Regions from separate parts of the Rattus norvegicus genome. Here region 2 is linked to region 1. A link is a contact called in public Hi-C data. All regions are on one chromosome and are shown on one strand. Each heading gives the region's core, a stretch centred on a gene start, on an enhancer-like site or on the middle of the called end of the contact. The rest is flanking DNA. Distances are from core to core; before and after follow the strand shown. Region 1 has its middle 7.9 kb from the start of Lif. Region 2 overlaps Hormad2 (HORMA domain containing 2).

What was found. Hi-C and Micro-C count contacts between places; a contact is called where the count stands out from the background.
Region 2: a Hi-C map of Schwann cells shows a contact between it and region 1, with 12 times the contacts expected there. The contact joins two enhancer-like sites. A contact is called at or near these places in 12 of 12 Hi-C or Micro-C datasets (the A7r5 cell line, the Rat2 cell line, Schwann cells and 7 more) and 1 of 1 datasets of contacts at active chromatin or transcription factors (oligodendrocytes).

What each region holds. Positions count from the first base shown.
Region 1 is chr14:83,347,986-83,352,494 of GRCr8, forward strand. No RefSeq gene overlaps it. Among named protein-coding and RNA genes, the nearest start is that of Lif, 7.9 kb to the right of the region's middle. Within about 2 kb of position 2,151, at least 22 of the 93 cell types and tissues checked have an H3K27ac peak or open chromatin away from gene starts, as enhancers often do. A contact at or near this core is called in Schwann cells, where this site is marked.
Region 2 is chr14:83,503,620-83,508,263 of GRCr8, forward strand. Hormad2 (HORMA domain containing 2) reads right to left here. Exons shown (of 11, transcript NM_001401619.1): 6 at 2,153-2,173; 7 at 1,456-1,482. Among named protein-coding and RNA genes, the nearest start is that of Hormad2, 18 kb to the right of the region's middle. Within about 2 kb of position 2,887, at least 4 of the 93 cell types and tissues checked have an H3K27ac peak or open chromatin away from gene starts, as enhancers often do. A contact at or near this core is called in Schwann cells, where this site is marked.

The DNA of each region.
Region 1 (4,509 bases), core at 901-3,400:
TTCCCTCCCTCCCTCCCTCTCACCCTTATTGTTTTTTCTTTTCTGTATCTCTCTTCTCTTAGTCTCTGTTCCCAATCATCTTCCGGTTGTCCACACCAGGCCCGTCAGGGCAGTCCACAGAACCCCTTGCAGCACTAAGAAAAAGGTCACAGTCCACAGTGGATCAAGAGGCCCTCAGCACAAGCAACAAAGCTTGCTTCCTGGAGTGTCCCCAAGGGCAGGGCTTGCCCAGGGAGGGCCGAAGGTCCCACAGCAGGTGGGGCCCTGAAGCCTGGGGCTGATTGCAGATCAGAAGGGCCAGGTAGCTCCCCGGGTTATGAGGTGGGGGCTGGGTGGGACAAGGGCAGCTATAGGCCTGAGGCTCTTGGGACAGGGACAGAGAGGATGGTGGCTGTGCACACAGCCCGTGGCAGGTCTGAGTCAAAACACCTAAGGTCGACCCCAGCTGGTCATGAGGAGAGCTGCCCAGTCATTGCCTTATGCTGGCTTGGGTCACCCAGACAGGCTAGGCGCGGCCCAGTCAGCTGTGACTCAGGCCATAGTGGCTTTGCCACGCAGCCCAGGGGCATCAAGTACAGGGACGCCCCCTCCCCACACCCAACCCTGTTTCTCCTACCAGCAACTCAGCAACACCTTTCCCACCCTGGGGTCGGGCTCCATCTCTGGTGTGGGCTGTCTACCTCTCTGGTCCTCAGCTTGGGGGTGGGGTGGAAGTGGGGGGAGCCTCAGGCCACCAGCTTCAGACGGAAGTCAGGTGGGGGGCAGGGTGAGGAGCCAACGCCAGAGAAGTCTCAGCAGGAGAGGGAAGCAGAGGGGCCCAACAACGATGGTGTTGCCCTGAAGACTGGACAACTGTGCAAGCTGTGGAGGGCTGCGAGACCACGGTAGGATTCCCTTGAGGGGTGGTATGGAGGGGCACCGCTGCTCCCCACACTTATCTTCAAGAGGGTAGATGGTCCAGCAATTGCTCCCCTGGGCATTAGGGGCACCTGCTGGCCCACACAACCCTCCAGGATTTTGTCTCCTTATCTGTAATGAATGTGTTGTAAGACAGGGTTGGAAGACTCTCTTGGAGGATGTCCAGGCTAAGCTGGCAAGACCAGCTGTGAAAGTGCCCTGTGGGTTAAAGTTCACAGGATGGGTAAAGGACAGTGGAGAGAGCACATGGGTTCAAATCTTGCATTTTACCATCGTGGTAGGGTCAGCCTGATTCCACAGGTAGTCTTGATTCCTGGATTCCCAAGGGACTTCAGATTCCCTTCTTTATTTTCAGATCAGTGAGTTTTGAGCCTGCAGAGGTCTCTCTCGTTTACCCTCCAATAGATGCAGTGTCTGAGGACAGTCCCTGTCCATGACAGGCTGTAGCAGTCTACAGGGGCCTTCATGGGTGTCCTGGGGAGCTTGATCAGCCAAGGTCATTACTCGTCTGCCTTTGACCTTGAGCCAGATCAGAGCTTGGATGGTCTTCGAACCTGGGCATCCGAGCTCCAGGACAGTGACAAAGAGAGAGGAAAACAAAAATCAAGTCTGTGTAGAGCCCTGCATTGGGGGCTTGGCATCCAAAATTAAGAGAGGCTGGCTTTACCTCGAACTTGTCATTGTTTCTCCAAACCTGGTAGGGGCTGCTAAAAAGATGGGAGATTGTTCCCAGGATCCTGTCCATGTCATGCCGTGCCGGGACAGGACGGAGTAAGGGGTGCCTGTGACCAGTCTGTACAACCAGGTGTCCCTGGGTTGAATTTGGTTCATGCTGTGTGAGTTTAGGCAGTTCATCTTCCTTCTCTGGGTGGCCCCCCTGAAAAATGGATAGCCTGGAAGAAGTGTCAGGGCAAGGTGGGAGCAGGTAGCAGGGACCAGGAAAAGGCCACTACCCGCTACCCCCAGAACCGTGGTAAGGCTGTGCCTCACTGACCACTAGATGTGGTTCTGGCACCCCCTTGTGGCCAATCTCTTGAGCTACATCCTGCCGATGTTAGGGCAAAGCTTCTCTGGAAGCCCTCAAGAGGAGCTTTCTTCCCCTGTGTTGGCGGATGGCCTCTGCCCACCCCCATTCTGAACCTCAGGCACCCACTCACTTCCTCAAATCCGCCAACACAGCTCCACCCTCCTACTGGTACCGGCTGCGCCGGCGAGCCGGCGAGCCGACTGTACCTGCTACTTCTGGACAGCAGGGGGCGCTGCTGACCAGGGCTTGGAGCTGCTAAGCGTTTACAGGGCAAAGAACCCTAAGCTCGGTTTTCCAGGTTACTGAGGGAGCCCATCCACACCCCCACAGTCAATGACTGGATCTAGTCAAGGCAATGGGATTTCAAGGAATAAGTCCTCTTTGAATCCTCACAAGCAAACTCGTTTTGAAAACCTGGAGTCCCATCACCTTGGCAGCCCAGGACAAGCATCGGGACATATGATTACTGACTTGCTGTGTGGCTTTGGGAAAGTGGCATCCCCTCTCTGGGTCTTACCTTTGAAGCTGTATCGGATAAAGGTGTCCGTAATAAAGGTGTATCTGTGGCTTTGCCAACTTATGATTGAAGGCGCTGTTACCAATTTTGCACACATTGTAACTGAGGTTTAAGTGATGAAGCCACCTGCCTTGGGTGGTAGGGCTTGTAAGTGACAGAGCTAAAGCTGAATCTGAGGGAGGTCTGACAGACTCCAGGGTCCATGGCCCCTCTGTTCCAGCTAACAGTCACACTCTGCTTGGAAAGATAGACAAGGAGTCTGTGTCTGGTGGGGGTGGGGTGCTAAGGTTAAAGAAAACCATCTTCCCTCTAAGACGGTCTTCACCTATCAGTCTGCAGGTTCAAGTCTTCGCAGGGGAGATGCCACAGCTGAGGGACTCACAGAACCCACTGTGATAAATGCCAGGCACAGGTCTCACCTGGAAAGAGAGGGAACGGAAGCAGGATGCAGGGGTGCGGTAGGGTGAGGCCAGTTAGGCAGGAGATCAGAGCGGATTTTTGTCATGGAGCCCTGTGGCTGATAAGCGCTGGCCACCTGGCCTACCTAGGCAGAAGGGGGTGCTCCCCTGGGATGACTGGCCCCAGAGCCCCTGATAGATCTTACTGCCCTGAGCATCTCCTAGTTGCCCCAACTACCCATTAGACTTCCTGGGCCTATTTCGGAGAGGGTGGACTGGGGTAGGGACGCAGAACTTTGCACCCTTTGTGACCCTGAACAATTCAACTCCCAAGTTCAGTTTCCAAGTGTGTCAGAGGAGAAATGGGAGTGGGGCTGGAGTCCTTAGGACGTCTTTTGGGCATTCTGCATGCTCTTTTTGGAGTGGGAGGGGTCCTGAGGCTGGTGGGTATGCCGACTTGTGACCTGGAAGGCCTGCAGAGGCTCCAGGGTATAGGACTGGTGTGAGAGTAGAGCCAAGCTGTGCTTCCTGACAGGGTAGCCAGTCTTGGCTGTGTCCCACTGTCCCAGCAACTCAAACTGCTTCTGTCCCTGAGGAGTCCAAAACTTACTCTTTTCTTCCCAGAAAGTAGACAGTTCGCCCTGAGGAGTCTTTCTCCCACCCTCATTTCACGATGGAACCCTTCCTCCATTCTCACTCAGGATGGGACCCTTCATTCTTTCTCTCCCTCACATGTCCCCTTCCTAACATCCTTGGCGGGGGAGGGATCTTTTTTCAAGTCTTCCTGGCACCAAGCATTGAGACAGGGCTTGGACCACCTCCCCAGTGTCACCTCTTGGTCCAGTTAGGTGGCCCTAGTGAGTTTGACTAGAAGAGGGGACAGAGATGAGGCCAGGCCCTACCTCCGCGGCCAACTTCCAGCTTCCTGTGTGTCTGTCCACTGTTGCTTCCTGTTCTGTTTATTGCCTCCAAGTTCAGGAAACCGATGAGTACCCCCCACCCCCACCCCTTACACACACACTCGTGGTTATTTAATAGCAGCTGTGCTACAGTCAGTCTCTCTCTCTCTCTCTCTCTCTCTCTCTCTCTCTCTCTCTCTCTCTCTCGGAAAACCCAGTGGGGAAAGGAAGCTGACAGCTCGGCTCTGACATCAGCATTGTCCCTGTGCCAAAAATCCAGGGTGGCCGGGGTGGGAGGGGTAGGGCGGGGAAGGAACCAGCTGCCGGTGGCCCTCATGACACGAGGCTGCCCTATGATTCCCAGGGACAGGGGCCAGACAGTGAGAGGCAGAAACACACATGGGCACATACATGCACAGGGTCATGTCTGTCTACTACCCAGACCCACACAGGCTCACACAGGCATGGACACACACACACACACACACACACACACACACGGGGTGGGGGGAGGACTTGGGAAGTTGAGCTCTGTCTTAGCCACACATACACACAAACACTCTAATCAAATACATACACTTGCACAACAGGGCCAGACACTGATGAACACAGACTCAACACTGACACCGCGCATGCACACAAGCTCACGGAGACTCAGACACAGACTCCAGGAAGCTTCTCACTCACAAGGATTCTGCAGAGCGCCCTCTTCTGGAAGCAGCTGGGCCCCTGGGCCTAGGCCACCCTGAA
Region 2 (4,644 bases), core at 1,637-4,136, 160 kb after region 1:
TAGTGCTTATCTGGCGTGCAGAGACTGGGTTCCACCCGAGGTCTCAGTGAGCCTGGCAAGGTGCTGCCTTGTAACCTCAACACTGTGCTTACGGAGCCGGGGCCTGGTGAAGGCGGCAGGATCTGAAGTTCAAGGTGACGCTCAGCTACACAGTGAGTTCTGAATACAGAAGCTAGGAGAGAGACTTGGAAAACAGAACAATACTAAGGACTTAAAAATAATTTAGTCTTGAATGTCACCAGTTAGACTAAATCCACTGCTTAGAGGAGAAAAATTCAAAGCAAGGGAAAAAAGAGAAGAAAGCTAGAGAGAGACCAAACAGCATGAGAAAGCAAAGTGCTTCTGCATGTCTGTGTCACAGGTAGAAAAGCCATTGAAGTGGCACAGGTAACTGTCATATTTAAGGCAGTCACACTGCAAGATAGGGAACAACACCCTTCTCCCAGGAACTCCTAATCCTAATCTCTTTAGGAAACATATGAAGGTTAGACTGGGGCTCTTCTGGGAAAGGATTTTAGAAAAAGTAGGAGTTAGTGCAGCCAGTGAGGATCCACAGAGGATTTCACAAAGATCTGAAAAGCAGCAAGGTGCAGGAGTCACTGAGCAAGTCCAGGACTCGAAAGATGAGGGTAGAGATTTTAAGCTCTCAAAGCTTCTGAAAGCATCGCCTGAGAGCACTCACATGCCAAGGACCGCTGAGTAATGCTGTAGCTTTTGTTTTTCCAAAAGACCATAAAACAAATAATTAAAAATATTTCATTAAGTATACACAAATTTTTATTATTTATATATTTATATTGATAAATATAAATATTATTATAAGTAAGATTACTTTTATACATTTATGATTAGGAGAATCTTAATCCTGACATATAGAATGGCCTCAGTTATGAACAGTGTTGTTTGGTTATTTTTTTTTAAACACTGTATAGGAGTGTTTCTTAAAAAAAAAAAATCTAGTTTCTAAAAAAAATCTCATAGTAAAGAACTGGTCTCATTTATAATAAAACAAAGTTCACAGTGAATTGCTCTGTTTATGTGGTAGTCTAGTAACATAATCTACAGCCTCAACTCAGATAAACATACATAAATACAGTATACATGTATGCATACACTACCATCTATACACAGTATACATGTATGCATACACTACCATCTATACACAGTATACATGTATGCATACACTACCATCTATACACAGTATACATGTATGCATACACTACCATCTATACACAGTATACATGTATGCATACACTACCATCTATACACAGTATACATGTATGCATACACTGCCATCTATACACAGTATACATGTATGCATACACTACCATCTATACACAGTATACATGTATGCATACACTGCCATCTATACACAGTATACATGTATGCATACACTACCATCTATACACAGTATACATGTATGCATACACTGCCATCTATACATTGCCATCTTACCTCCGGTTCCTTGGGATTTGTGTAAAGCTGTTTAAGGGAAAAATAGAGCACTTAATTTCCAAAACTTACCAGATTGCTGCTCATTGAGTACACTGTCTTTGCAAAGAGTTCCATTTGTGCTCTGTTAACTGAGTATCAGCTAGGCATATGTCAAGGTAGAGATAGGATGAGCTCTTACTCTACTAAAAACTCAGAATCTTTAGCACTTTCTATGAACACTAAATATAAAGAAGTTTATAAGTGATGTAAAGTATCTGTGATTAATATGACTGAACTGCAAATAAATTCTTAACTTGTTATGCCATAAATACTTAAATAATTAATATATATTATCAATGGTATCTCAACTTTATAACCTCATTTTATACCCATGGCTATATAAAACTTCAAAAACAGGCCCACAAAACTTTCAAAACAAAAAAAAAAAAACTCTGAATCTGTTTCATTTCTAAAATTATATTTAAATCCTAAGAGTTAATATGGTTTAATCTCTATGTTCTCCCATATAATAACATATATGCCAAGGAAATATACTGAACATTGATAATTTCTTATTAAAGCTCTGATATATCCAATTTTTCAATCCTAAAATGCTATAAATCTCAAGAAGGGAGGAAGGGAAGGATTTCTGTTTAAACGCTTTACTTGCCAAAAGTTAATGTAGAGACAGAGACTTGGTCTTCAAGTGTGTACTTACTGTTAACACCGCCATGTGCAGCTTCAGGAGAAAAGAAAACGGCTGTTATTATTTGCTTGTACTACAGCACAGACATTTCTGATAGAGACTAGTTAAAATACTGTGGCACAGAGAAAATATTCAGCAGGTCAGAAAAAGGAACTAATTATTCACTCATTCAGACAATTTCTATTACAAACACTGGCTTTACTAGGACAGAAGAAGAATATCAAAAAAGTTGTTATTTTCTAATTTGGGAATCAAAAGATATGCAAAACAATTCATTTTTGGTCAAAATTAAATATACCACAAGAATTCCTAAAAAGTACTCCTTTTGAAACTCACTGAGCAAGGTCAACAAATTAGAAAGTCTGACGTATCTCACAAACTCATGCCTCTCTGTATACCACAAAACTACAAAGACGTTCTCTCATCCCTAAAAATAATGCTGAATATACAGACATAGATACAATCAAGGCTGTGATAAATTCTCAAACCTAAAGTATAAAATGTGAGGACCATATCGGTAGCAGTTGACTAAAACGTTAGTGCCCCCTTGTGGCTATTTTGCCTTATAACTGATTTTTATGACCACACAGTGAAAATGTTAATAGTTTATTGATACATTAAAAAAAAAAAGAGTATGGGCACTGCTCTCAAGAAGCATGTCAACTAGCAAGGGGGACTAACATTAAGAAGATCACATGGCCGCACCGTTATACTCAGGGTCTGCTGTGAAGGAAGAGCACTCGGTGTCAGGACAACCTCAAGGAGGGACAACTTTAGCTACAGGACAGTCTGGAGCCAGGCAGGCCATGGGCACAGGGTCTGGACAGAGCTTTTTGTGCAAAGATATAGGGAACTGGCACCCTATAGAGTCTTCGCGCAGCCTGAGCAGTGAGGGAGGGTGGCTTAGAAAATCAGTAAGGACATTCAGGCCTGCTTGATCGTGCAAACGGCTTTGAATTCCTTTTTTAAATTCCTGGAAAATTCTTAGACATTAAGAATAACACGATCAGCGTTTGGTTTCTGAGCGAATGTCGTGTGGAACATGAGCAGGAATTGTGGGAGGTAAGAGCAGGAATAAGGGAAGTTACATAGCTCCTTCCGGTAAGAATTATTTAATATATGTGCTTACTTTAAAGAGTTCAATTGTACCATAAAATATAAAGCACCCAGAATTTCACAACTAGTAAGATGTTCTCCAACAGAACATCTTCCAAGGGCACTCGCTACTCCAAACTTGGTTTTACTTAAACTATCTTTTGTTTCTTTGGTTGGTTTTTGTGTGTGTGTGTGTGTGTGTGTGTGTGTGTGTGTGTGTGTGTGTGTGTGTAACGGTCCTGGCTGTCCTGGAACTCACTGCGTAGGCCACACTGGCCTGGAACTCACAGAGATCCACCTGCCTCTACTTCCTAAATGCTGGGATTAAAAGCTTGTGCCACCAGGGACATGCTTTTTTCTTCTCTTCCTTCTTTCCTCCCTTCTTTCCTTTCTTCCTGTCTCTTTCTTTAAACAAATAGGGTCTTGTCACATAGCCTGGATGGCCTTGATCATGGCTGTTAGCTGAGATTTATGGAGTTGCTCTTCTGAAGGATTCACAAAGCCTTTGCATAACCCAGTCCTAAGACATACCAGGCAAACCAGGAAGTCAACTGTGGCTGAGAACTGCTTAGGCAATCATCCTTCACACAACTCCTAGATCAGATAAGAGGTTCTGCTATGCGGAAATCAACTTGCTAAAAGTGCCTTTTGTGTAACGATAAAGAGCTTATGAAAAGTTCCAAGGTGTTCAGTCCTTCAGAGGCTGATCCATCCTGCTGCTGCCGCCCAGAAGCCTAAATTCATCCTGCAGTGCCTCCTTCTCAACCCAGACCACAGACAAGCAATGGTTTAGCAACAGTTACAACTGAACCCGTGTATAATTAGCAATCGTTAGCTCCCCTATGAGCAGCAATCTCCTCCTGCCATGGTCTAGAAGCCCTCCCCTGATTTGTTTTATCTTTGTATCCCTCTGTCCCCTGGGTCAAAATGGAATGAATGTGAATAACTGTTCGCCAAGGGTAGGAAGGAATGAGGGAACATATGACTACATTAAATAATTCAATGTAAAGCTTCTGCACCGCAACATTTCTTAAAGCAGAGCTGACAGGTAGGACACAGGAAAAGCGGAGGGGCAGAGTAGCAGCAATTTCTTTTAAATGCATCTCATCTCTCTGGCCAGGCCTTGACCCTTCATTTTTCTTGCTCTTCGTTCATGTCTACTGAAGCATGAGAGATCATGTGCACTTAAAATCTGGGCTGTGTTCTTTTAAAGCTCACAGTTAAACACAGGAGTTATAATTAACAAAGTAAAGCAGAGTAAAAATCCATTATTTAACTATTTCTTCTTTTCCACCTACACACTGATCAACACTATTTTGAACATGTTCAATGTGCTAACTACCAGATTCTTGTCTTCCTTAACCCACATCCTGTGGACCGTGTCCAGTGACTTCAGAGGAAATTCTGTG